Linked DNA regions of Sus scrofa: region 1 is linked to region 2. Evidence: chromatin contacts called from public HiChIP or PLAC-seq data. All regions are on one chromosome and are shown on one strand. The core of a region is the stretch at or near the end of the contact, and the rest is flanking DNA. Distances in the headings are between cores, read along the strand shown. Region 1 has its middle 66 kb from the start of PTPN1. Region 2 overlaps LOC110257431 (a long non-coding RNA gene).

Evidence for each region. HiChIP or PLAC-seq counts read pairs in DNA pulled down with a chosen protein or histone mark.
Region 1: a contact with region 2 is called in an H3K27ac HiChIP or PLAC-seq map of alveolar macrophages. The contact joins two enhancer-like sites. A contact is called at or near these places in 1 of 47 Hi-C or Micro-C datasets (embryonic fibroblasts) and 2 of 2 datasets of contacts at active chromatin or transcription factors (alveolar macrophages and skeletal muscle).

The regions. Positions count from the first base shown.
Region 1 is chr17:51,948,146-51,953,137 of Sscrofa11.1, reverse strand. No RefSeq gene overlaps it. Among named protein-coding and RNA genes, the nearest start is that of PTPN1, 66 kb to the left of the region's middle. Within about 2 kb of position 2,262, at least 28 of the 83 cell types and tissues checked have an H3K27ac peak or open chromatin away from gene starts, as enhancers often do. A contact at or near this core is called in alveolar macrophages, where this site is marked.
Region 2 is chr17:51,845,800-51,850,445 of Sscrofa11.1, reverse strand. All of the region lies in intron 1 of LOC110257431 (a long non-coding RNA gene), which reads right to left. Among named protein-coding and RNA genes, the nearest start is that of CEBPB, 130 kb to the right of the region's middle. Within about 2 kb of position 2,730, at least 12 of the 83 cell types and tissues checked have an H3K27ac peak or open chromatin away from gene starts, as enhancers often do. A contact at or near this core is called in alveolar macrophages, where this site is marked.

The DNA.
Region 1 (4,992 bases), core at 1,013-3,512, 100 kb before region 2:
GTTAATAACACTGTACTGAATATTTGAAAGTTGCTGAGAGAGTAGATTTTTTTTTTTTTTTTTTTTGTCTTTCTAGGGCATATGGAGGTTCCCAGGCCGGGGGTTGAATCGGAGCTGTAGTCGCTGGCCTATGGTACAGCCACAGCAACATCAGATCTGAGTCACATCTGTGACCTACACCGCAGCTCACGGCAACAACGGATCCTTAACCCACTGAGTGAGGCCAGGGATTGAACCTGCATCCTCATGGATGTAGTCAGATTCATTTCCACTGAGCCACGATGGGAACTCTGAGAGCAGATCTTAAAAGTGCTCATCTTAAAAAAAAAAAAAGTGCGTCTAACTGTGCAGTGACAGATGTTAACTTGTTTTGGTTATCATTTCACAATATATATAAATATCAAAAACACTGTATACCTGAAATTAATATAATGTTATACATCAATTATACCTCAATTAAAACAAACAGGAAAAGAAAAGTCTAGAGTTGTAGTTGGTTTGTTCCCCTGCACAGCTCTGGAGTGACCTATGGGTTTTGCCTCTGGGTACTTGCATGTGCTTTGTCCTCTGACTAGGTAGCCATTCTACCCTTTTGGCCCAATTAATATCCCTTCCTCGTTCACAGTTCAGCTTTAATGTCACCTCCTCAGGGAAGTCTTCCCTGATTTTGCAGACTAGCTTCAATCCCCCTGTCAATGTCCTTACATCATTCATTCATGTTTTTTTTCCTTCACTTAAACATTCAAATACTTGTCCAACAAACATCCACAGAGCACCTTCCCTGCTCTGGGATTTGTTCCAGACACTGGGGACACAGCCCCTGTTTTCATGGAGCTCACCATTTGGGGATCATTCAATAAACAAATAAACAGACAACATAACTTCAGATTGATACACGTATGAAGTAAACAAACAGGGTGACATGGTAAGAGAGTGCCTGGTGGGGGCTTCTCTGAGGAGGTGATGTTTGAATCAATATTTTTTGGGGGCGGGTGTACCACACTCACGGCATATGGAAATTCCCAGGCTAGGGGTCAAATAGGAGCCACAGCTGCCGGCCTATACCACAGAGGCAGCAACTCAGGATCCGAGCCTTGTCTGCAACCTACACCACAGCTCATGGCAACATCAGATCCTTAACCCACTGAGGAAGCCCAGGGATCAAACCCATGTCCTCACGGATACTAGTCGGATTCATTACTGCTGAGCCACGACGGAAACTCCTGAATCAATATTCACATCAAGAAGGAGCCAGCCATAGGAAGATCTGGAAAAGATGAGGGAGAGGGAGCAGCAAGTGCAAAGGCCTTGGGGCAGGAACATACCCGGCATAACTGAGAAACAGCCAGGAGGCCACTGCGGCTGGAAGCACATGGGGAAAAGTGAGCTCAGAAACTTAAGGCGGTGGCAGGTTGTGCAGGGCCTTGAGGCCACACTAAGTCTCAGCTCTCATCGCTATTTGCAGTTCTGCTTTTTCACCACTATTGGAGTGGCGTTTTGCTTTTGATTGTGAGTTCCCCGAGGGGGCAGCCATGTCCCTTCTGAACCCCAAGTATCTGTCGATATGACTCATAGTACATGTAGTTCTCAGGCCAGGGACCCCAGAAGCAAGAATTCTCACTGTTTGGGAGGTGATCCCAGGAAGTAAGAAAATGGGGACATGAGACAGAGAAGAGAAGGCAGCTGATGCAGGGTACCTTTTTGAGCTCCCACTGGGGAGCACTGGGACCAGTGTAGGACATGCCTGCAAAGTATTCCCACCCAAGGGGTGGGAATGTTTTGTTTGTTTGTTTGTTTTTTGTCTTTTGTCCTTTTAGGGCTGCACCTGTGGCATATGGAGGTTCCCAGGCTAGGGGTCTAATAGGAGCTGTTGCTCCTGGCCTATGCCAGAGCCACAGCAATGCAGGATCCAAGCTGCATCTGCGACCTACACCAGAGCTCACAGCAATGCCGGATCCTCAACCCACTGAGCGAGGCCAGGGATCCAACCCGAAACCTTATGGTTCCTAGTCGGATTCATTTCTGCTGCGCCACGATGGGAACTCCTGGAAATGGGTTTTTAATCACCAGCTCCCATGTCGCTGGTTGAGGGCTGCTTCAGGCCTGTCAACTCACAGGCACTTCAGGCCTGTCCTGCATGGGCTTAATAGGCTCTGGTGGCCAGAAGGAGCCCTCAGCAAAGAGGAGCCATTGGACAGTGAGCAGGAGGGCACAGTGTCTATTTCAGTAAACAAATAACAGCTGACCAATAGAATAGCCCAGAAGGAAGTGCCTCTGAACACATTAGCATGGGCACCACTTCCTCTTGAATTTTCAGTGAATCCCCAGAGTGCCTCAGGGGTTAGCTTTTGCTCCAGTCTCTTGGTTTTTGTGTGGCCAGGATGGAAGTTTCTGGAAGGCTGCCCTGCCATCCAAGGAGGCCGGGGCTCACCACATCCTGGGAAACTGGAGAGGAGAAATCTGGATTTTTCTCTAGGAAGCAGTTTCCTCAACAGTCCTGAACAAGGCTTTATCAGCGTTCAGCTGTCTACTCGGGCAGGCAGCCCTGACGGTGTGGGCTGTGCATTCCAGGAGCAAAAAAAAAAAAAAAAAACCCGCCCTCCTTCCCCCGCCTGGGAAAACTGGACTGCACTGGGATGGCACAGTGCCCTCCACCCACCACCCGGAAATGGGCCTGGCTGGCAAGGGGGCGGGTGAGGAGGAAGGCAGAACTGTTTGAACATGTCCCTCGCAGCCTTGGAAGGGGTGAGAGATGGCAGGGGTGAGCTGCAGAAACGTGACGAGGTTATGGTTTCCCCTTGATGCAAATCCTCCTGCTCGTGAATGGGCTTGTGTGGACAGAGACAGGGAGTGACATAAAGATGTGCTGGCGCGGAGACGCCTTTCAGACGAGGAAATCAAAGAATGCTGCCTATTACCCGAAACTGCGCCGGGCACTTGGTAATTGGTGGGCATCATCCCATTAGACCAGGGTTCCTCAACCATGACTATTAACATTTGGGGGAGCACGGGGGGTACAATGTCCTGTGCATTGTAAGATGTTTAGAGGCATCTCTGGCCTCTACTCTCAATGTGCCAGAAGCAGTTTCCCATGCCCATCCAACAATCAAAAGTGTCTCCAGACATGACTACGTGTCCTCCAGGGCATGAAATCACCCCTGGTTGAAAAACACTGCATTAGACCCACAAATACTTACACATGAGGGCTTATTTTGTTCTAAGAGCTGTGTTCAGTGCTTTACATGTCTCAGTGCATTGCGTTTTCACAACAAACTTAGGCTGGGGCTGATGTGGCAGCTCCATATCATTGTGCCCAGGCTGCTAACTTGTTTTCCCCGCCCTACAGTGTTTTCTCATGGTACAGCATGCCTTGACCCCCACATCCACATTATAGCCAGTGGGAAGTGGAAAAGGGAAACGGCATATTTCTTCCCTTTAAAGTACAACCCGGAAGTTATCCATAGCTTAAGGCTACACCCCATTGGTCAAAACTTGGTCACCTGGCCACACCTAACTGAAAGGAAGGCTGGGAAATGTAGTCTTTATAGGGACAGCCCTATGCTCAGCTACAAGTTTGTTGCTATGGAAGTAGAAGAGGAGACTGAGGGACAACTAGGAGTCTTGACTATGTCCCAATTCATAGATGGGGAAACGAAGGCACAGAGTGGTTAAATACCCCTCTAAGGTCACACAGAGAATAAGGAAATAAGGTAAGAAAACGGATATAAAGTACAGGTGCTCAAAGCCAGTCTTCTTCCTTCTGATACATCCTTCGAGTATCATCCACCGCAATTTATCAGTTCCAAAGGTCTCATTTAGAAGAGAATGCTGAACGTTTTCCTGTACCTCCAGGACTGATGAGTTTCCTTCAGCCCCTGTAACTCACACCTTTTAAGTCAGGTGCAACCCAAGGGTTTTTAGGATCATTTCTCTAGTGGCACAAAGGGCCCATGGCTCCTGCTTTCTTACATGTATAGGTGGGAGATCTGTTGAGGCAAGTTCTCAGCCAAAAAGATTTACCTAAACTGCAAGGAAACTGAGGCCCAGAGAGAGGAAGGGACTTTCTCAAGGCCAGACAGTTGGCTCCTGACAGAACCAGGGCTAGGACCCCAGAGGACCATTGTGAAACTCTGTCTTCCAACTTCTGAAACCTGGGAGGTATCCATCCTCCTCCACCATCTCATTGCCTGTTCTCTGTCCTGTGCATTTGTTGCCTTTCCTGATTTTAATCCCTCTACTGCTGGGTTAGTGAGATTTTGAAGGTGAAGTTTACACTTTGGTGACACCATTGTTGTCTACCCAAAAGCAGAACCCTGATCCCTGATTTTGTTTAGAAGTAGGAAACAATAGGTCTAGCCCTGGGGAGGGACTAAGATTGGGCTAAACCAGTCACATTATCACATTCCTCTTGGGTACAATTCACTTTCCCAGCCCCTTGTGTAGTATGGAGCAGACATAAGATGAGTTCTGGACAATTCAATGTGAGGGAAATCCAAGGAGACTGTGAGAAAGATTTTTGTTCCAGATTTAAAGAGCTCAAGGATAAAGGATATTCTCCACTCCCACCAACACTTTATCTTGTCTTGAACTTTCTTAAGGATGTGATGCTAGGGGCTATGGCAACTATCTTGTGACCATGAGGCAACAAAGCTAATGACAAAATGGCAACATAAGGAAGACTGAGTGGAAAAATTGAAAGTGACTGCATACTGGATGATATTGTTGAGATGCTTCCTTAATCCCAGAAACTATCTACCTCCAGATTTTTGTTCTCTGAAGTAATTAAATGCTTGTACAATTTAGGCCATGGTTAGTGGAAAGTTCTGAAATTTGCAGCTGAAGGCATTCCCAACTAATATAATTACACACAGTCCACCATATTTTGGCCCTGGAGTGTCTACCAAAATCCCAGATAGTAGGACCATTGCTTATTTTTACGAATGGCTGATACCCCTTTTTGTCATCTTGGAAGCAGAGGGGGAGCAGCCCATT
Region 2 (4,646 bases), core at 1,481-3,980:
GGATCTTTCCAACCTCACCCCCATTTTGTTCCCAAAATGTGCCCTGAGGACATTTTGTAATATCTCTACCGGTCATCCTTTCATTTCCTTATTCTTGTCACCAATAGGAAATAGTATTAGAGCTGTAGCCAGACGACTACTTAACTTTTACTTTACAATTTTTTTTTTCAAGCCAGAATTTTACGGAACTTGGGGTGGAGAAGAGTAATTCCCAGGGCCCTTTGCACTTTCAGTGTCCCTGGTGGGGAGTCAGCCAGGCTGAGCACCTCTCTCCTCGTGGACATCATTCATTTATCGACTATGTGAATAAAGGAATTAGATCAATGCCAGGAACTTGCAAATTCCTTCAGAAGCTGCCATTAGCGGACAAAGGGGTAAATGATGTGTAGGGTGTGTGATAGCAAATGGTGTGGAGGTGAAAGAAGCAGTGGTTGAAAGTATCCTTGAAAATCCATTGTCATTCACAAAAGGCAAGAGACCGTGGGTTTGGTAACTACGAATACATTTAAAATGCACAAAGTCAGCCTTTGACAAACTACAGCCTTGGGCCAAATCCTGCCCTCCACCTGTTTTTGTAAATAAAGTTTTATTGGCACACAGCCACACCCATTAGTTTCATATTGTCTGTGGCTGTTTTCCAACTACCACAGCAGAACTGCGTAGTTGCAAAAGAGACCATATGGCCACACAGCCTAAAACATTCATTATCTGGTACCTTTACAGGAAAAGATTCCTGACCCCTGAACAAAGTAATTAAAAAGATATGTTATAATTTCACAGTATTTTTAGATATATAAAATTTTTAAATAAAAAAATTATTTTTAAAAATGTTTGGATAAACATGTATGGCTGGATCTTTTCTAAGTTAAATACATAGAAGGTATAATCCACTGCATAACATGGTTAAGAGTAGGACTTTGGGTCCAAATATATATATATTTTTTTATTCTGCTGCTTCCTAGCTGAATAATCTATGCAAATTACTCAGCCTCAATATTCTCATCTGTAAAATGGGAGTGATAATAGTTCTTACCTCAAGGGATTGTATGGGTATTTAGTGAGTAAGTACAGGTGAGGCAGATCCTTAGAACAGTGCCTTAGAACATAATGAGTGCTATGTAATTATTTGCTGTTGTTATTATCATCATTGCTGCACACAGACAGATTGATGCCCTGACTACGCTACTTCCCAGCTGTGTTGCCTTGAGCACATGGCTTCCCGCCCCAAAACTTCAGTCTCCTTATCCATAGATGGGATCATAATGGTTTCCATCACGTGGAGTTGCTGTTAAGGGCTGTGCTTAGCACAGCATCTGGCACACAGTAGGCATTCCACACATGGTAGATATTATTGCCACTGTTCTCATTATTCTGAGTTCCTTTCTGACCCCAAAGCCTCCGCACTGTCTGGAGCTTAGCCCTCCTCCTGCTGTGCAAGGCAGGTCATGGCTCTGGACCCACTGTGTACCAGCACTGACTGTTTCCACCCAGTGGTTGTTTATTTAACTGTCCTCTTAAGTAACTCTCCAGCCATCAAAGGACTGTTTACAAACCCCACAATTAGCCTTCCTGGAACAACAAATAAACAGAAACCTAATTAGGCATGTTTCTTGTGGCTCAAGGCACAGTGATCTGAAGGCTTGGACACAGCAGCCATCAGTTAAGTAAATATTTGTGAGATGTATGGATGAGTGGATGAATGGTTGGATAGATGGATAGAAGACTGTATGGGAGATGGATGGATAAGATAATGTTTAAGATGACAGATGAATGGAAGGACAGATAGAAAGAAGGCAGAAGGGGTAGAAAAATGGATAGAAGGATAGGTGGATGGAAGTGTGGAAGGTTGGCTGGAGGGTGGATGAAAGGGACGGAATAATGGAAGAATGGGTGGACAGATGACTGGATGGCGGATAAGTGAGTGGGTAGATGGTATATGGATAGGTGAGTGGAGGTTAGTGGCGAGATGGAGGGAGAGGGCAGTATGAACTGAAGTTCTGGCTCTTTCTGACATCCAGGCCCTGCCCTGTTCTTCACTGAGATGTTATGTCACCACTCACTAGAAGGGACTCTGGCCTTGTGATGTCGGAACGGTCCTGAGTTTGAATTCAGCTTCTGCCATATCCTAGCTCTGTGACCTTGAGCAAATCCTGTTATTCTCTGGACCATAGTCTCCTCCTCTAGACAATGGATGCCAGTAACTGGCCCCACTTCACCAGGTTGCTGGGCAGGTTAAGTGTCCAGGCCACGGTCCCTGTTTGGCACGTGTAAGTTCCCTTTCAGCTGCTGTGGGTGGATTGCCCAGAGAGTGCACTCTGAGGAGTCACCACAACAGAGGGACCGAAAACCAGCCTGTACCCTGATGAGAGGGGCTGGCTCCCACTGTGGGGAAAGGGTGCTAAGACAAAACCCAGAACTTAGGCTATCTCCCTCCCAGCTCCCTGGATTCTAGCTTCAGGGGTCTCCACTTGGCTCTCCAGGTCTGGGGGATGAAAATAGTGGGGTGACATCCAGACTCCCTAGAGTCAAAGCCCTGGTTGCCTTGGGCTAGGTACTAACTACTCTGTCTTGGAGAAATGAAAGTCGCTACCTCATAAGGTTATCGTGAGGGTTGAATGAATTAACACAATAAAGTGTTTAGTAAAGTGCCTGGCACATGGTAAGCATAGCTAGTTGCTGGTGTTATTATGTAATAGTTTCTTGTCATTACTATCATTGTTGTTATTGTCACCTCTCCCATGACCACTTTGCCCTTCTGGCCAAAGGAATCCTGACATTACCCAGAGGAAGGTGGTCTTCAGGCCTGACTCGAAGGAACAGAAGGCCTCAGGCAGAAGGGCACTGCCAGGAAAGGCACAGCTTGGGCAGAGAAGGGAAAGCTCCCTGGGAGCAAAGCTGGAGCGTCTTTGGCCAGAAGGAGGTGTGACTTCCAGTGGCAGAGGCTGGGTGGGGTGAGGTGAGTCAGTGTTTGGCCCAGCCAGGCCCTAGCAGCCCTGTTTCCCATCAAGGGGCCGGGCGGGGCCGCCATGGCTCCCTCTGGCCAGGGGTGAGGGTCTGAGTCAGCTCAAGTCAGGTAAGTGGAGGAGGACATGGGACTTTCCCACCTGTACCCTGGAAGCCCGTGTCAGCCAGGCCGGGCGCCTCCCATGGGGGCGTGGGCAGAGTCCTCTGCGCCAGGCACAGTTGAGTGCTGCCTGTCTCCACAGCTGACTCTGGCCCCCAAGTCCAGAAAGAGGCTTGGGAGCCACTCCTCTCCCAAGATGCAGAGCGGGACCCAGGACCCCCGCCAAGGGCCTTCCTTAAGGGAGGAAGAGAGCTTCGGAGCCCAGTGAGGCCTGGGAAGCCAGGGGAAACCTGAACAGGGGATATTTGGGCCAAGGCCTGAAGGAGGGGAGGAAACACGCAGTGGGTGATGTCTGGGGAAGAGTGTCCTCGGTAAAGGGAACAGCAGATGCAAAGGTCCAGAGGCGGAGACCTGAGCAACCAAGAGGAGACTTGTGGTTGCAGCCCAGAGGGGGACAGTGTGGGAGATGAGAGCGGAGAGGTGATAGCGGGGGTGGGGAGAGTGGGACGCAGATCATGCAGGACCTTGTGGGCCACGTGGAGAACTTCAGCTTTTTCTCTGAGTGAGGTGGGAGCCTTGGGCAGGCTCTGAGCGGGGACAGATCCGACTTAGGGTTCTAATGAGGTCCCTCTGGCTGCGTGCAGAGAATGACTGGGGGCGGGGGGGAGTATAGGACAGAAGCCAGGTGAACGGCAATGGTCCAGGTGAGTGATGAAAGAGGCTGGACAGGGTGCGGACAGTGAAGGTGGAGAGAAGAGGCATGATTTCAGGAATTCCCTTGAGCGAGAGTCAACACGTCCTTCTTGGGGACCCACTGCGTGAGCCCTGTGTGGGAAGTGTGGACAAAGCGATCGTGAAGGCTGAGCCTTTTTTACAGTCCAGGAAACGAGAGGCGAATAAATTAACATGGTGTTGATGAGTGCTCAAAGCCAGGTGTGCATCAAGGGCACCCACTCTGCCTTGTGAGATAAGAATGATCATGAAGCCCCATTTTACAGATGAGGAAACTGGGGCCCCTTTGGGGAGGTTAAGCAATGTGTCCAAAGTTAAGAGAGTCCCCTCCACCAAAAGTTTTGCCCCGGGGTCTGAAGAGCTGCAGGACTGGGCCCACCTGACCGCTCTGGTCACCCAGTGGGCCTATGTAATCAGGGAGGGCTTCCTGCAGAGCTGAGACTAAGCCTGGGTTCCCAGGAACGGGCAGGATTCCATGGTTCCCAGGAATGGGCAGGATTCCACGGATGAGCATTCCAGGCATGAACCAGGGCCTAAAGGTGAGACTGGTCCTCTCAGCCAGTTCTCCCAAACCACACTTAAAATCATCTTTAAAGCCATGCATACTTTTTATTAAGTTAATTGATTTTTTGTTTGCTTGGTCGGTTTTTAAAAAATAATTTACTGGGGTGAAATTCACATAACATCAAATTAACCATTTCAAAGTGAACAATTCAGTGGCATTTGGTATGCACAATGGTATGTGCAACGTTGTGCAACCACCACCTCTGACTAGTTGCAAAACATTTTCATTACCCCAAAAGGAGACCCCCATACCCACTAAGCAGTCGCTCTACCCCAGCACCCAGCA